Linked DNA regions of Mus musculus: region 1 is linked to region 2. The links are chromatin contacts, called in public ChIA-PET maps. All regions are on one chromosome and are shown on one strand. The core of a region is the stretch at or near the end of the contact, and the rest is flanking DNA. Distances in the headings are between cores, read along the strand shown. Region 1 holds the start of Cd200 (CD200 antigen). Region 2 holds the start of Plcxd2 (phosphatidylinositol-specific phospholipase C, X domain containing 2).

Evidence for each region. ChIA-PET counts read pairs in DNA pulled down with a chosen protein or histone mark.
Region 1: a contact with region 2 is called in an RNA polymerase II ChIA-PET map of memory CD8 T cells, with 6 read pairs. The contact joins the promoter of Cd200 here to the promoter of Plcxd2 in region 2. A contact is called at or near these places in 1 of 39 promoter capture datasets (pre-B cells), 1 of 484 Hi-C or Micro-C datasets (pre-B cells) and 1 of 115 datasets of contacts at active chromatin or transcription factors (memory CD8 T cells).

The regions. Positions count from the first base shown.
Region 1 is chr16:45,406,501-45,412,867 of GRCm38.p6, forward strand. It overlaps Cd200 (CD200 antigen), which reads right to left and starts at 2,553. Exons shown (of 6, transcript NM_010818.3): 1 at 2,356-2,553. The coding sequence starts at 2,367. It also overlaps the pseudogene Gm5406 and a transcript of Gm609 not described here.
Region 2 is chr16:46,006,098-46,012,405 of GRCm38.p6, forward strand. It overlaps Plcxd2 (phosphatidylinositol-specific phospholipase C, X domain containing 2), which reads right to left and starts at 4,316. Exons shown (of 4, transcript NM_001134480.1): 1 at 3,597-4,316. The coding sequence starts at 3,759.

The DNA of each region.
Region 1 (6,367 bases), core at 1,303-3,802, 600 kb before region 2:
AGAGTTGAGTCTTCCTTACAAACCTAAGGCTACAGAAAATTAAAAATTCCATCGTCCGAGTGATCCTTGGTACAAATTATTATTCACCCGGACAATTCGTTTTGGGGGTGGAGGTGGGGTGGGTGTACCATGAGTATGCCACGCCTACTTTGAAACTTCTCTTGACTTCATTGATCTAAGGTTCACAACTAAGTCACTACTCTTTAGGAAGTAAAGAGTGAGGAGCTCCCTAAAAGGATACAGCCCCCACTCTCCTTCCCCCTTTTCACGCATACCAATACCACCTTCTAAAAGGGCTGTGCCCTGGGGACTTCATCTATTTTTTTTCTCCCTATTGTTGAACCTATTCTCCATTTGTTCTTATCATGTAGGATAGCTGGAAAAAACTCTAGGCAAATGTATCCTCTGGTTCCACAGCTAGGGATCAATACATTTTACTTTATCTCCAGCTAACAGATTGTGGCGTGCTAATTCTACACCATTATTTTTAACCACTATGCCTTTCTCTCTCAATGAAGCCCAAGCCCTAGCAAAGGCTGTAATAAGAAAATGCAGGGATATCTGGCTTTTGTAGTGAAAAAAATAACAGTGTTATAGGACAAAAGAAAAAGCAGATGCACACATCCTGGGGATGGTGAAAACCAAAAACACAGGGACTGGGGATCAGGGAGTCAAAGGATAGGCTTCACTATGAAAAATTCACATCATATTTATTATATTCTCCTTTAGTTCATGCCAGGCAGTGGTAGGCTTTCTGTTTCTCAGAAAGATGACGTGGAATTGCTGGGCGGTAACCAGGGAACACTCCAGTCTAGAATGAATCCAAAATGTATTAGGTAAGACACATTATTTAACCTCCCTGGAGCCTGGGGGTGGGGCGGGGCGGGGCGGGGGGAAGACATCAGTACTAATCTCAGGGTTAAATGAAACATAGGTGGGAAACTGAAAAATCATAATGCTTCAATATCTGAAACTTCTGAGTACTGACAATGTTATAATGAAAAATTCCACACCTGCCATCATGTGATAGTTATAGTCATCAAGAGGAACTGTATAATCATGGCATTATCTGAGGGTGTGTGTGTGTGTGTGTGTGTGTGTGTGTGTGTGTGTGTGTGTGAGAGAGAGAGAGAGAGAGAGAGAGAGAGAGAGAGAGAGAGAGAGACCTACATGAAAAATGAATGAATTTCCTGTTTAGTCTGGAGTCCCACTCCCAAGAGATCTTATTGTGCATATGCAAATATACAAAAATCTTTATTAAATAGCATTTTTGAATGGTAAAGATCCTAGGAGCTTGCCTACTGCAAACCCAGCAAGTCAGTGCTGCAGCAATATCACAGGTGTGAGGTGACAATTCCACGGTTAAAACCCTGAAGACAGTGCCCAGAATTTAACGGATGCTAAAAGATTAACCAATCAAGAATTAACTAGAGAGTCCAATCATGAAGATTCAAAAAAAAAAATCCTCCTACAATTCTTATCAAGAAGGTGGATGTTCATTAGCTCCTGGGTCTTAGCTGACAACTCCACAGCTGCTAGGTGCATAGCCCCATTCCCCTATTCTTTCTAGGTCTGATTTTGTACCTTATTTCATTGCAGCCACAGAGACTTGGAGAGAAAAAAAAGAACCTCTCTCTCCGATTCTTTGTAAAACAGAAAGCAATTCCTTGTTTGAACATTAAGAGCATCTAGCTGACAGATCCACATTCCTCTTTGTTAAGAAAGGTAACACAAGTCGGTCTTTGTCAGCCTGATGAAAAGTGGTACCTGGGGTTTAATTGCGTTTAGATTCGCATTCAATTCTACCAATTCCGTGTGTATAAAGAATAAGGCGTATGACCACCCTTCCTTTTAAAATTTTCTGCCTTGTAAACAGTACCAAAGACTCAAAATGTCGGCCTCTCCTCTAAATACCTTGGCATTTAACAAGACCACTAAGCTGTGGCTTGCTCGCTGCAGTACTGCTAGATGCTTCATGGTTTCCTAGGCAAGGAGCAGAAATGCAGCAAGAGAGGGGGTGAGAAAGAGAGCAAGCGAGATTACTAGGCTACACCCCTGCTGCAGGTTAAGGACCAACATAGGGGACGCAAAGAGCTACTCCTCCCCTTCTGGGAGCCATGGAGCTCAGGCCGTGTTTTCGCAATGGAATCGCAGCAAGGAGCAAAGCCGCCCACCCTAGATACACGCGTTCCCCGGGCTTTCTCCGGCCGGTGCCTCCTTACAGAGCTCCGAGCCCCGGATACCACTTCTCCAAAGAACAGCTTCCTTGCTTTTCTCGCAGGCTCCACTGGCTTCTGAGAGCCGCGGCTCCAGATCGCCCATTCCGCCCTCCTTCGCATCTCAGATTCCACTCACCAGACTGCCCATCCTTGCTCTGGGCCGCAGCTAGACACCAGCTTCTCGGGGTCTGAGCTCTTCCACGATGGAGGATATCTCCGCAACACCTGTGAGCAGGGACACTACTATTCGCCGTAGAGAGAGCCCCCTCCACTGCACAGGCAGACTCTACAGCTCCTCTAGTGTGGAGGAAGAGACGACCAACCAACCACGCCCTCTACAACCTCATCCCTAGCCCCTGCCCCCGCCCCCGCCAGGTTCTCGCCTTTTAGAGTAATATAGCAAAAATGTGAAAGAATCACTCTATATTTTTTTCATTTTAGATTTATTTATCTTATTTTACATGTGTATGCATGTTTCGTCTGCATTCCCATCACTGGCCTCTCTCCCGTGCCAAATGGCAGTATAGGGTGACGTAGTCCATACAGAAAAATCAGAGTGGGAACTAACTTGAGTGGACAGTAATTTGAGTCAGAAACCTGGTGCATCCTGTGGTTCTGTACAGCAAAAGATAAACACGGAGAACAGAACAATAGTGTGTGTGTGTGTGTGTGTGTGTGTGTGTGTGTGTGTAGGGGGAAGGTAAGGAGCTTCATACAGACACCCTGGGGGAAAAAAAAAAGGAAAACTTTATTTTACGATTTGTTATATTAAAGGCCAGTGCGAGTGTGTGTGTGTGTGTGTGTGTGTGTGTGTGTGTGTGTGTGGTTACCAGGTACCTCATCTAGAGCTTTAGAGGTCCTAAGGGCTCAGAGTTACCTGTGAACACACTTCCTGAAAACCCAAAAGCACTTTCTTTCTGCTAATCAGATTGTCCTGCAGTATTCCTTAAAACAGATGAGAACCAAGGGACAGATCAAATGAGTCACAGGAAGCCCTGGAACTGAGGTTTTTCCTTGATGAAAGCTTTACAGAAACGATTGACTATATTGGTGACATTTCTGTTTCTGTACTAGAGTAGAAACCTGTGGAAAAAGATTTGTTGGGCTTATAGCTACAGGAGGAGAGTCTCTAAGTGACCAGGAGGCATGGTACCAGGCTGCCAGAGAGATCACATCTTCAATCACAAGTATAAAGCAGAGAGAGAGAGAGAGAGAGAGAGAGAGAGAGAGAGAGAGAGAGAGAGAGAGAGAGAGAGAGATCGAGAAAGAGAGAGAGAGGAGAGAGAGACTTGGGACCTACAACTGAAGGTCACCCTCTAAAACCTGACAGTGGGACCCATTGCTGAGGTCAACTTTCATTCAGCTCACTGAACATAGAGAGGCTAGAGCTGAGGTTTGGACTCTAGACTCTAGTCTCTCTGGTGTGAGAAGGTATTCTACAGACCATGAAAAGACAAACCTGGACACTAAACCTGCCTCTAAATCCTCTACCCACAATATGTCCTGCCTATGAGATTTTAGTAGAAAATGTGAGGGAGTGACCAACCAATGTTTAGTTTAACTTGAGGCCCACCCTATAAGAGAGAGCTTGTACCTATATTGCCTGGATGGTCAAGAACCAGATAATGGAAAGCCCAGAGTCCTAGGGTAGAACCAAACACAGCTGGGGAAAGAAAGAAGGAAAGAGAGAGAAAGACAGAAAGAAAAAGAGAAAGAAAGAAAGAAAGAAAGAGAGAGAGGGAGAGAGAGAAAGAGGGAGAGAGAGAAAGAAAGAAAGAAAAAGAAAGAAAGAAAGAAAGAAAGAGAGAGAGAGAAAGGGGGAGAGAGAAGAAGAAGAAGAAAAAATGGAAGGAAGAAAAGAATGATTCTTAATGACATTCTGCTATACTAATAGATTGGGGCCTTGACCAGCTGTCATCAGAGAGGCAGCAACAGATAAAATCTGGTTCAGAGACCCACAGACAGACATGTGGAGAGAGTCTAAACCAAAGGTCTTCCTCAAGTCCCTTCCCTCTGACTGCATCCTATTCCTTCTCAGTACTCTCTGCTGCCCAGATAGCACACATACTCTACCTTAGCCTCTCGAGTACTGGGAATACAGATGTGAGCAACCATGGGAGGTTATTTTTTATGTTGGTGCCAACAATACTCTTTTCTTATAGATGGCATTTCATAAGTATGCATGAGGACGTGTGTTTGTGTGTGCAAGTCATTCTATTGGGGTACCTTTGAATATCTTTCTCCTTGAAGCTTTCTCTATTCTTGTTATTTTATTGGTATGTAAATGACACTTTACTAGGCATTGTTTTGCCTTAAATCTTCTTAAGTTTGAGCAGTAGATTTCAAGAGCTGAGTTATACAATAAGAGAATGAAAAATGGCATGGGAACCACGGGATCCTTAGGTTATGTATTATATCCAGACTAACAAAAATTTTTAAAATAAATATTCTAATAAATGGAAAAATTAATCCACATGTAGGCTACAAGATGTATGAAAGCACAAATAACTACTAAATCTATTATTGTGTAAAATTTGCATATATCAACTATTAAATAATTCACACAGACCTATATGGAAAGGAATCTTGATTAGAAAGTAAGATTATGGGGTGGGGATGGGATAGGAGGTTTTCAAAGGGGAAAGCAGGAAAGGGGATAATATTTGAAATATAAATAAAGAAAATATCTAATAATAAATAAATAAATGTTGTGGAAAAAAGAAAGTAAGATTATGAGAGGTAGAGAAAATTATGCTAAGCTGTATGTTTGACAATGTTTAAAGATGACATTAAAAATGAGCATATGGGTAGGAGCGGCGCTTGAGGCCTGGAAGCGTTCCGTGGCCTGCCGGGTCAGCACCATGAGCTCCATTGGCACTGGGTATGACTTGTCAGCCTCTATGTTCTCTCCTGATGGAAGAGTTTTCCAAATTGAATATGCCATGAAGGCTATGGAAAACAGTAGTACAGCTATTGGGATCAGATGTAAAGACGATGTTGTGTTTGGAGTAGAAAAAGTAGTCCTTTCTAAACTTTATGAAGAAGGCTCCAGTAAACGTCTTTTTAATGTTGATCGACATGTTGCAATGGCAGTTGCAGGATGGCTGGCAGATGCTCGTTCACTAGCAGACATAGCAAGAGAAGAAGCATCCAACTTTAGGTCCAACTTTGGCTATAACATTCCTCTAAAACGTCTTGCACACAGAGTGGCCATGTATGTACACGCCTATACACTCTACAGCGCTGTTAGACCTTTTGGCTGCAGTTTCTTGTTGGGGTCTTACAGTGCGAATGATGGTGCACAGCTCTATATGATCGACCCATCAGGTGTTTCATATGGTTGCTGGGGCTGTGCGATTGGCGAAGCCAGGCAGGCTGCAAAGACAGAGATAGAAAAGCTTCAGATGAAGGAAATGACTTGCCGTGATGTAGTTAAAGAAGTTGCAAAAAATAATTTACATAGTACACGATGGAGTTAAGGATAAAGCTTTTGAACTGGAGCTCAGCTGGGTTGGTGAATTAACTAAAGGAAGACATGAAATTGTTCCCAAAGACATAAGCGAGGAAGCAGAAAAATGTGCCAAGGAACCTTTGAAGGAAGAAGATGAATCAGATGGTGACAATATGTAATATTTTCTTCACCATCCACTGGTTTACATCTCTGTAACAGTTGCATATGGCTAGCACCATGGATTATATATACCCACTGACCGATTTTCATTAAATTTTGTCTTATAAACATAAAAAAAAAATGAGCATATGAGGGTTAGAGAGATGGCTCAGTGTTTAAGTGCACTCACTGCTTTGCCAGAGGTCTTTAGTTCAATTCTCAGCAACCACATGGTGGCTCACAACCATCTGTAATGGGATCTGATGCCCTCTTCTGGTGTGTCTGAAGACAGACAGCTACAGTGTACTCATATACATAAAATAGAGAAGTAAATCTAAAAAAAAATTTAAAAATGAGCATATGCATTGTCTTCAATAAATAAGAAAAGAAAGTTGGAATAAATTTTATAAGCACATGTTTATATGTATGAGTCTCAAGGTAGCAAAAAATAATTTAATGAAAGCAGGACAGAAATGTGAAAATGAAATATGAATACTAGGAATAAAATGGAAATACATGCTGTTGTATTAGTCAGGGT
Region 2 (6,308 bases), core at 3,066-5,565:
GAGAGAGAGAGAAAACAGTATACATCATATATATATTAAAAAGAAAGACTTTCTTCTCAGAAAATGTCAATACTATCAATACTTTAACCTTAAAAAGTGGCATCCATGAGGCCAGGATCGTTTACCCTTTAGAGATCCAATGCCTAGACACAGTTGGGAAGGAGAATAGCTTGGAGGTTCTCCTCCGAGATATTTCAATGTGTTTAGGGTGACGGTGGAGCTTAACAGGTGGTGGCAGCAGTTCCGGAAGTAAAGTAACACCCCAGGGCTCACGGAGAGAGAGAGAGAGAGAGCGCACATCCGCACGTGCTGTCTCCCATCCACGCCTGGGCACACGCAGCAGGTGCACCCACATCTGACATCACAAACTTTATCCAGCTCTTTGATGGCCAGATCCCTCCCTCACCCTTGCCCTGACTTTTCCCTTGTCACTGCTGCTGTAGGCTGCCCCTCCTGATGGCGCTAACTCAGCATACAAACACATGGTGACAAAGCACTGATGTTGAATTTCAATCTTGACTGGGCTCCAGTTCATAGCAAGTTTATCTCCACTGCTATCTATATCTACCTACCTACCTACCATCTATTTTATCTATCACATATCTAGTATCTTTGTGCCTATTATCATTCATATGTATAAAATGTATACATCTATCTAGACAGCGTTCCCTCTGCATCTATCAAATGTCCACACTGATATATAATTGCTCAGATGAAACCAAGGTCAGGTTAGGTGTGCTGGAATTGGCCTGCAATCCTGGGCACTTGAGTGACATCAGACACAAGAGAATCAGAACTCCCAAGCCAGCCAAGGCTATATGAGACCCTGTCACAAACAAACGAAAGAACAGCAACAACGACAACAACAACAAAACCACCCAGTTTTTACAACTTCTTCCACATGCTGCAGAGTATGGTCTCTGAAACCTGCTTTTCATCCAGGAACTGCCTCTACTCCTCTGTACTGCCCAAGGCCCCTCAAGGGCACTGTGGCAGTAAATGAGTGTTTTCATTACATAAAGGTTTGAACACTAGCTCAGACACTCAGCATATTTGCAATCTTTAGAAAACAATGTAAATTTTCTGGGTGACAATTTCCTTATTTCTCTTTGTTGGGTGGGGGTGGGAGAGTAGATTTCAAGCTCACTATGCAGCAGAGGGTGACCTTGAACTCCCAGTCTTTTTGCTTGTATGCCTCCCTTATGTGCTGCTGGGATCAGAGTGAGGACCGAGTACTAGCCAAGTACTCTACCAAGAGTACATCCCAAACCCCTAATTTCCATGTCAAAAACAAGGGTACTAAGATCTATTGATTTTATGGGACATATAAGTTCTTGAGGAAATGTATGCCAGCGGGTACATCAGGGTGGAGGTCAGTAATGAATATTTACCACCAGGCATGGTGGTCTATAGCTACATTTGGAAGGATGAGCAGGATGCCCTCAAGGTTGAAGTCAGGCTAGGCTAGATAGTAGAAATGTGTCTCGAAGAAAGGCTAGAACAATAAAGTGTGTGTGTGTGTGTGTGTGTGTGTGAGAGAGAGAGAGAGAGAGAGAGAGTCAAAGGCAAGTGTACAATACTGCAGAGGAAGGAACAGGATGGACCCCACTTCCTGAATTCATCCCATACATTCTAATTTCTCATCAAGGCCAGACTGAACCTGACTGTAAGCCTTTCTCTGGGAAGTGCTAGAAGTCAGATTGCAGTAACCATAACCAGAAATGGGGGATGGAAGGTTGTAAATGGATAGTTCTTGAATGTGTATTTCCAGTTCTGACATGACATACCTACATATGTCTCTCTCTTTCCTGGAAAGAAGACATTTCATGATAAAAATACAGCATGTATTGGGGAGATGGGACTACCATTTTCTCTTTCTGCTTATCAGGAGAATTTTGCTTTATAAAGCAAGGTCAACGAATGTCTGAGTGCTTCGTAGAGCTCATACTGAGTTTCAGGTATGGCAATGGGTCTCAAGAATTTTGTTTCATCTAGAAATCCTAGTGCCTGAAATATACTATAGATCAAAAACAAACACCCAGATCCTTTGTAGAGTCCAGCCAGAACTCACAGCCCAGTGGAGCTGCAGTTTGAACTGTCCAAAGTACCAGGAAGGAGGGAGCACAGCCTACCCGGACATGCCGTGGATGACAGGGTCATTTAGGGCCTGCCTTAGATGCCATTCTGTTTGCAAACATGAACTACCTGCCATATCACTCAGCAAAATAATTCCATCGGAGAGCCCGAAGGCAAATGACTCATGTTAGAAGTGTCCCATGCATCGTTTGGCAGTGACTCCATAGGCATCAATTAAACATGGAGGAGACATGTTCTGAAGCATGGCCATCTGGCATTTCCCCAGGAACTGTAGTTAAGGGCCAGTAAGACAGAAGGGACTTGTAGCTGTAACAAAATCTTTCAATCTTTCTCTTGTTTAACAGCAGTTAGGGCCCATGAGGACAGTGAACCTGGAAGAGCTCCAAGAGAGGTGAGCAAGGCAAACAAAAACAAACCAAAACAAAAACCTCCCAAAACCCAAAACAACAACAACAACAAAAAACCCCAAACCTCTCTGTCCCATGCATAGAAAGCAGATGGAGGTGTCTTGAGGTCATCTTTTAAGGCAGAAGAGAAAAGCAAGTAGGTCCAGGGAATGCATGTGGGCTTGTCTGAGAGTCTAAACTTTAATTGCTATGTCCCCAAGCAAGAGAAAGAACTGGTCCACCGCTTGCTCCCTGAGTGCTTCTTAAGTACCAGCATTGTAGGATTTCACCCACCTCACCAACCTGAGCTCAGTGTGGTCTAAACATCCTGCCCAAGATAACTATGTTTTAGCAAGCCTTTCAGTGGAAAGATCAACCAATTGCCCGAGAGCACTGTCAAGCTTTGAAGCCTCTGGCAGAGGAATGCAGCAAGAACAGAGGTGCTTCTCAAGGCTCCAGTTCTACATCAGCTAGGCAGACACCTGTGTATATATAGACAAAGCTTCAAACACCGTCACTTCATCACACCTAATGACTGCCTGTGAGGACAGACTGCATCCTCTATTTCTGGCATTTCCAACAACAAAACTATGTGCCTTGATGCCCAGCCTAGAATCTGAACCTATTTTCTAACACTTATCTGATTTTTGTTTTCAAGAAAGGTCAGATAAATGAGAAAAATATTCTTTTCAGCTTCAATGTTGACCCAGAGCTAAGATTGTTAAGGACTTTCTACCCATTATTCTTGATCTCTCCCCCTTTCCCTTAAATGATTCAAGTCAGCGAGCCTTTCACATACCCAGGCCTCTGCATCAAGATGGTTAACATTCTTAGACTGAGGCCGTATGGTGTAAACAAAATAAAAACAACAAAACAACAGCGCAGTGATTCCATTCTCTCAACTGTCCCTTTTGCCAGTGATGCAGTCGGCTTGACTGACTCTCTTTACAGCAGCTACCTTCCTGTTAAGTTTTTTTTTTTTTTTTTTAATTTGGAAATAAAAAGAGATCACTGACAATTGTTTTTCAACACAACAGAAAACAACCAACCCACTAGCAAACACTAAAATGGCAGCATTAAACACAGTGCGAACAAGTAGTTATAGACGAATACCTGGGATTGCCAGATTGGAAAGGGGGACGTTGTGGAGGTGAGCGGGGAGCGAGGCCATCCAGTCGGCATTGCAGACCTCCGAGGCTGTCTTTGTCCCGCTGGGATTGGGAGAGCAGATGGTACCCATCCTGAGTTTCCTTCTGGCCTTTCTAAATGCAAGCATCCCTGTCGTCCACGATTTAGACAGGCTCAGTCTAGTGCCACTCACTCTGTGGTCATCACCGCTCGGGGCTCTCTAAACATTTCAGAGCACATGGGTCACGCCAGTCTTTTCAAGATCCTTTTCTAGCTGGGAGATGGGTCAAATAGGTGCTCCCCTGCCTGCTGCTCCCGCAGTCCCCACCCTCTTCGCCTTGCCACTGAGATCCACTCCTTTAATCTCCTCAGTCCCTGGTCAGTTAAACTTCTTAGTTCCCCTCTGGAGACGGGGGAGGCAGGCCCGAAGATACAAACCTTCCTGAAACCCACAACATCCAGGAACAGCCACACCCGGAGCTACTCACACGACAGGTGCCCACAGGGCATAGAGACGTGCCAGCGGGCTGCACACACGTGCGCACCCGGGTTGCACCATCTCTTGTTCATGGGTGCTTCCGTGGGTTTCCCCGGGCTGGTACACAGGCTGGGCCTGCCTGCACCCCCGCCCCCTGGCTTCTCTGCCCACTGCCCTGTGCTTTTCTGAAGGGCTCTCAGAAGAGTAACCGGCAGCCCCGGGACTCTGGCGGCCCCGCCCCGCACTGCCGGGCAGATTTGCCAGACTAGGCGAGCTGTGATTGGTCGTTGGCGGGATTCTCTCTGATTGGACAACGCTCTGAGGGCCCGCCCCTACATCGCGCTCCCACGCCTCCCCTGCTTCTTAGCTCCTCCCCTCTCCACTCCAGCGGGGTAGCGAGTGGACAGGTCGGGCTGCGGCCTGCTGCTCCGGAAGGGGAGATGTGCACCGTGGCCGGCTGTCCTCAGATTGATCTTTTTCTTGTAGATCTCTGACGCGACCTCAAAGGTTTCTCCTCTCTCCCTCGGCCTTACTCTCACTGCGGTGAAAATTACCCAGAAACGCGCTACTTTTTTTTTTTTTTTTTTTCAAACCACCGTAGCAGCAGAAACAGGAGAGCTAGAGAGGCCAGAGAAAGGTGCTGCTGCGGCTCCTATTTAGATGGCAGCATCAAAGCAGGTTTGTGTTTGAAACAATGCAAACTGACAGTTCTCCTGCACAGTCCGCTGAAACTGGCCAGTGCCATTATTTCCGTTTCACAGAGGAGGAGATAATGGTGCTTTGGGTTCCTGTTGCTGTTGTTTGAAACCTTTTGAATTATTTGTCTCACCTGCTCCTCACAGCATTACCACAAGACTCAGAGTTGCTGATACACTTCCTCGAATGGATGAAACAGCCTGAGGCAGGTCACGTGGTGGCAGTCTGTGCAAAGTTCATTTTGAAATGAGGTTCCCTAACTCGGTCTGTAGAACACAGACCCACTTCTCTGCTTCCTGAACTGTTCCCACTTCAAATAGTATTCAAATGTAGTACAGAGTTTTATAATCCGATATTGTTAGTTAAAATTTGTAGTTAGATTTATATATTTCTTGTATGCGTTTTTCTGTGAGAACATGCATGTGTGCAGTTCAGAGGACAGATTACTCCAGTTCTCTCCTTCCTTGAGACCGTCCCCGGGGCTCAGATCGTCAAGTTTGGCAGTAAGCACCTTTACTCACTGAGCCACCTCCAAGATCTGACCTGCATACTTTGCAAAAAATAAAAATAAAATAAAATAAATAATAAAAAAATACTATTTTGGCAAACAGATAATTTTATTTAAAAAATTTTAAATTAAGGTAGCCTTTTATAGCAAGAAGGACCCTAGAGACTCAGGAGGGCCTTAGGGGAAAAGAGAACAGTGGCCAGAACTCTTAAAACTCCTGGAGTTTATGTATAAAACCCTAGGGCAGCTGTCGTTTAATCACCAGATGACCTCCATTTTACCCCTGTATCCCAGGCTACCTGTCTTAGTTAGGGTTTCCGTTGCTGTAAAAAGACACCAAGTCCAAGGCAACTCTCATAAAAGACATTTAACTGGGGTTGGATTACTGGTTCTGAGGTTCAGTCCATTATCCTCATAGCAGGAAGCATGGCAGGCCCTGGAAGAGCTGAGGGTTCTACATGTTGTTCCAAAGGCAAAACACAGGTGAAGACTGGCAAACCCCACCCCCATAGTGACACACTTCCTCTATCAAGGTCACTCCTACTCCAACAAGGCCACACCTCCTAATAGTGTCATTCCCTGGGCCAACCATATTCAAAAGACCACATTCTACTTTCTGGCTCCCATAGGCTTGTTAAAACACATGAGTCTATGGGGGCTACAGCTGGCCAGAGTATAATGAAAAATACATTGAGTTCAACTTCAAAAGTCCCCATAATCTACAGCAGTCTCAACAATGTTAAAAGTCCCAAGCTCAAAGACTCTTCTGTGATTCATCCAATCATTTAACTGTAATTTCCTACAAAATCAAAGTCAAAAGGCAGATCACATGCTTTCAACATCACGGGATGTATATTACCATCCCAAAACATTACAATGAGTGAATACTGGACCAAAGCAAGACCAAAAACCAGAGCTGTGTGTTTTCAGAAAACACTTCCTAGAAGATTTCACCTCAGTGATGCTGGTCAAGTTCTCCGTAAAAAGCCTTTGTTTCCCCTTTCTAGACTGTGGT